Regions from separate parts of the Oryctolagus cuniculus genome. Here region 2 is linked to region 1. Evidence: chromatin contacts called from public Micro-C data. All regions are on one chromosome and are shown on one strand. The core of a region is the stretch at or near the end of the contact, and the rest is flanking DNA. Distances in the headings are between cores, read along the strand shown. Region 1 holds the start of MGAT5 (alpha-1,6-mannosylglycoprotein 6-beta-N-acetylglucosaminyltransferase). Region 2 has its middle 160 kb from the start of NCKAP5.

Evidence for each region. A called contact is a pair of places that touch in the nucleus more often than the background predicts.
Region 2: a contact with region 1 is called in a Micro-C map of ear pinna, with 2.2 times the contacts expected there. The contact joins the enhancer-like site here to the promoter of MGAT5 in region 1. A contact is called at or near these places in 2 of 6 Hi-C or Micro-C datasets (ear pinna and an unstated tissue).

The regions. Positions count from the first base shown.
Region 1 is chr3:109,494,997-109,497,528 of mOryCun1.1, forward strand. MGAT5 (alpha-1,6-mannosylglycoprotein 6-beta-N-acetylglucosaminyltransferase) reads right to left here and starts at 1,266. Exons shown (of 17, transcript XM_051849614.2): 1 at 870-1,266.
Region 2 is chr3:109,691,088-109,693,619 of mOryCun1.1, forward strand. No RefSeq gene overlaps it. Among named protein-coding and RNA genes, the nearest start is that of NCKAP5, 160 kb to the right of the region's middle. Within about 2 kb of position 1,269, at least 1 of the 8 cell types and tissues checked has an H3K27ac peak or open chromatin away from gene starts, as enhancers often do. A contact at or near this core is called in ear pinna, where this site is marked.

The sequences.
Region 1 (2,532 bases), core at 16-2,515:
GGGGCGGCAGCGGGGAGAGCGCTCAGACCAGGCAAAGGCAGGGCAGGGGCCGGAGGCGCCGAGCGGCGACCAGCGGGCGCAGCGCCCGTCACCCGCGCACCCCCACCCCCAACTTTGCGAGCAGCGGGGCCAGGCGGGGGCCGGGGCGGCTGGCGACTCGGCAGGAAGTTGAAAGGCCGCACTGAGCATGCTCTCCCGGAGTATGTGCGCGGGTGTGGGCTCTGCGCTCCCGCAGCCTTGTCTCACGCGCCCGCGGGGTAGCGATCCCGAGGGCAGTCGCAGAGGGGCCGGGGGCGCCCCGGGACCTCGGCGATTCCCCGGCCCGCAGCACCCGCCCGCCGCATCTCTCCTCTCCGGGGCACCGCAGCCAGCCTTTCTTCTTCTTCCCACTGGCCCAGGGCCCAGCCCGCCTTGCGCACGCAGGTCCCGGGGACCCCCTCCTCCGACCGGGCCGCCAGCAACGTGACCCCAACCCGCTCCTCCAGGACCCCAAAGCCCACCTGCCACCTCCGGCCGCTCGCATCCAGCTGGCTCAGCCGGAGCCGCCTCTGGACAGCCCCCTTGAAAAGCCCAGAAGCGCCCTAGTCATAGGGCCTGGGGGGGACTCCAGCCTCCCTTCGGGATGGGCTGCCCCAGGCAGGTGGGCGCCCCGAGATGCACCCTCGGCTGCACTCCCGGGTCCTTCAGGGCGGCCGCGGCCAGGGCACATACGCAGACGGCGGAGGGGTGGTGGGCGGAAGCTCTCGGCCGCGCAGCCCGGGGTGCGGGCTCTGTCCGCCCGCCCGCGTCCCCCGCGGTCCCCTCTGCGTGCATCTCCCGGCCGGGATGGAGAGCCTCCGACGCGATCGCCCCGATCCAGCAGCTCTTACCTCCTCGCTGGGCGGCAGCAGCAGCAGCAGCCACGAGCGCCCGCCGGCCGCCGTGCCCGCGGGGCCGGAGGCGCGGCGGGGCGCGGGGTCGCGGGGCCCCGAGCCTGCGGCGCGGCTACCTGGGCTGGATCGCGCCCGGGGCCGCCGCCGCCGCCGCGGGAGCCGCAGGGCCGCCGCGGAGCGGGCCGCGGCAGGGACGGTCTGCAAACTCCCAGCCCTGGCGGGGCCGCGCGCAGCGCGTCCACACTCGGCCCGGGCGCCGCGCGGTAGCTCCTCCGGGGCTCTGAGGACTAGGGCTGGGGGGATTCTGTCCGCAATTTCTCCCAAGCCTCCCCTACTCGACCTCTCCAACTTCTCTGGCTTCTGAGCTCGCAGCTCTCGGAGGCAGGGATTCCGGCCAGGGACGTTGGGCAAACTCCCCGCCCTCCCCGGCAGAGCGCTCAGCCAATTCGGAGCGCGCCAGCTTCTCAGGGGCCGTCTGCAAACTCTCAACCCTGTCGCCGAGTACCTTCAGCCTCCCGATTCTGCAGCCCAAGGGGAGACGCCAGCGAGCTAGACAGTCCGATCGCGGCCGAACCCAGCATTCCAGCAAGGTCCTGGGAAGTGCAAGTGCTGCTGTGACCATGCATCCTCCAGAGCGGCGCAGTCCAAGCCTCCTGGGACCCGAGGCTTCCCACCAGGGAAGCCCAGTGAGACTGTGGGCTCAGCCATCGAGGGGTGCGAGCAACGCCCCGAGGCTCAGTGCACCTCCTGTGTAGTACGGGTTATATAAAACCATGCGAGTTCCTGCTACTTGGTTTTTGTGACCTTGAGCAAGCCATTTACCCATGTTAATTCAGTTTCTAAGTATGGGTGTAATAAATGCTGCTTCTTGAGGTTACTGCGAAAATGAAAAGTATTAAAGTATTCAGCAAGACGTAGCACATAGTAGGCGTCCAGTGAATAAATCCCGTTTGTCTTTCTCTGTCCCTCCCTCAACTCCAGGTTTCATGAACCCTCTGGACTTGCTAGCTGAACGCTTACATTGTTTGAAGCTCAAAAAGAAATAAAAACACATCTCATGCCCTAAAGGCACTACAAAGAACATTGACAGACATGAAATATTAAATCCAACCAAGTCCAGGGCGATGCCATACATTTACATTGGTAAGCATTATAGATCCCTGTTAAGTAACACCTGTCTACAGGGAGAGTGGGCTGGTGCCTTACCCAAGGGTGGAAATAGCAAGGGCGGTAGCCCCAGCAAGCTCCTGGCATGCTGTAACCAGTCTTACCTCCAGTCACAACATAAGGGTTTATGTCCAGGTTTCCCTGGATCTCACCACCTTCATTTACTGTCCTCTGGGGGGTCTTCATTCTGAGATTTCGATCACGCCACCCTGATGCTCACTCACTCCTGCAAAAGCATGTAATAACAGAGGAGCGAGGGAGTTTTTAGACCTTAGAAATGACTTAGTCTCTCTCTCTCTCTCTCTCTCTTTCTCTCTCTCTCTCTCATTGTAAATGAGCTCCCAAGAACACACTGATGGCTAAGGAGATTCAGGGAAGTCTTGCATTTAACTTCAGCCTCAAAGAAGTGGCTCTGACACTTTCTGATCAAAAGCGCCTCCAAGGACCTGAGCCTGGAGGACTCAGCTCTCGGGAACTGTCCAGGTGGGGCCAA
Region 2 (2,532 bases), core at 19-2,518, 200 kb after region 1:
GCAGGCCCCCATTTCTCTGCCCTGCTAATATAGCCCCACCCTGCCTGGACTGCTGGACACAGCACTATCTGAAGAGTCCAGCCATCAGCCTGAGCTCTCCCCATTCCTCCCAAGCTCTCTCCCCCAGCTCAGCAGCTCAGCCCCTGAATCCAGCCTTAGCCTCGTCCCAGACCCCTCCCAGCTCACACTGCAATCTCTCAGGACCTTTTTATTTTATTTTTATTTTTTGACAGGCAGAGTGGATAGTGAGAGAGAGACAGAGAGTCTCTGTCTTCCTTTTGCCATTGGTTCACCCTCCAATGGCCGCTGAGGCCGGCGCACCGCGCCGATCTGAAGGCAGGAGCCAGGTGCTTCTCCTGGTCTCCCATGGGATGCAGGACCCAAGCACTTGGGCCATCCTCCACTGCACTCCCTGGCCACAGCAGAGAGCTGGCCTGGAAGAGGGGCAACCGGGAAAGAATCTGGCGCCCCAACCAGGACTAGAACCCAGTGTGCCGGCGCCACTAGGTGGAGGATTAGCCTAGTGAGCTGCAGCGCCGGCCCTCTCAGGACATTTAGAACCAGCCCAAGCTTTCCCTCTATCTCGACAGCCCAGCTTTAGTCCCCTAAGCCCCTTCCCGCTGCTTTGTACTAAACCGTTAGTCTGTCAGGGAAGGTGCTCTCTGCTGTGTGTGCGCTGGCAACTGTCTGCCCTGCGTTCACCTGGGAGCGAGCCCCTCCCAGGCTTTATTCTGAGTAAACCTCACCTGCCTTTGGCTTCACACTCGGCCTCTTTCCTGGCACCAGTGTATGCATGGATTTCAAAGTTTCTGCACCAAAACTTTTTTTCAAATTTGATTTCCCACAGACATTTTGAAGTATTCTAGTTGTTACAAAAAGAGTTGCAGATTGGTAGCTCCTCACATGGGGCACCATAAATTTAGAAAAAGAGGTGCAGAATAGAGAGGAGGCAGTGTACGAATTTATAGCCAGACTGAATTTATTCAGAGAAAATAAATTCATAGTGGTGGGTGACCAGCTGCCAGTGTGCACATGAGGAAACACTAGCAGGAGCCCCCGACCCTCAGGGCCTTTTTATATCTTAGGAGGGCTAGGGAAAGGGGTGAGGTAGCGGGTAGCAGGCGGAGGGGAATTCCTGGAACTGGTCTTTCAGGTGGCCTTGGTGGGTGGAGTATGAAGGCAATAGGATGTGAGACCCAATTCAGATTCAAGGGCAAGGAATAGATTCCAATGTTTATCCATCTTTTGGGCAATGAGCGAGAATAGCTGAGGCTTATGTCTTTGTGCCATCACTAGTAGAAGATTAGAGAATAGTTTCAGAAGGGATGAAAACTCCAGGGTAGAAGACTTAATCAATCAACCAGTGTTGATTGTTTCTCTCAGAGTTAGGCTCTGACTCAGCAAAAGAATGGTGAGAAACAAAAGACATGTTCTGATAAAACCAATCATAGCAAAGAAAGGCGCTATTGTAAGGATTGCAGGAGGCAATGCAAGGAAATCTCTAAGCAAGAGGTTGGGCAAGTAATGAAGCTAAACAAACATTTACTCTAATTCCAGGTCCTGCCAACTCCTTTGTTGAGGGAGAGATTCTTCCTTTAGATAGGGTAGTGCCTCCATCTGGGATTTGCCCAAGCATGCAGCCCTGGGCCCAGGCCTGCCAGTTTTCTATTTACCTCCCTAAGGTAATCTCATTCTCCTCTTTTGCAGTTCCCTGGGGATATTCCACGTTGGGCTCTCATATAGCACCTCCAGATACCTGTCAGGTAGTGCTGCGTGTGGGGCTTTCTCTCCCCCTTTCCAAACTGGGTGACCAGAAGACTCCTTGGATGTGAAGGAGATGTCTACAAAATGATACATTAGTGCCACGTTTTAGCTGGAGAAAGGTTGGTTGTCTTCCATGATTCCTTAGCAGGCTAGGTTACTTCAACCTGATAAACGGTATCCACCCCAAACAAGGGAGGAGCCTAAAACCTTCCTCTCCATTATCATCTAAGGGAAACTATTACAGCCAGAGTCAGGAGTCTGGTGGAAAAAGGGGGTAGGGGGAAAGGGTAGAGCAGTGGACTAAGAGACGGCTCAGTGAGGCAGGGAACTCACTCACTCATTCCGTGGATGCTGATGGATGTGAACGTGCGTTTCCACGAATGTGCCCACGGGAAAGGATGCCCAGCCTTCCAGGAACTCCCATGGCAGTAAAGGCATTTATAAAAAGCTCACCTACACTGTGGGCAAATCCAGTGATCTCAAAGGGCGATAAGTTCTAAGACAATGATGAAAGAGAAAGAAATAATGGCAAGTGCCCAGGGGATGGGAGTAGAGGGAGAGAAATTGGATAAGGAGCCCTGGGAAGTCTCTCTGAAGGGTTGATAGGCAAGCTGAGACCTGCCCAACAAGGAAGCAAACAAACAAAAGGGCAAAAAGTTAACATGAAGAAGGCAAACATTGGTCCAAGGGAGAAGCACAAATTCAGTCCTGATGGCCGAGCACTTGGGCTGGTGAAGCAATGGGAAGTAGACAGCAAGGCTAGCGCCT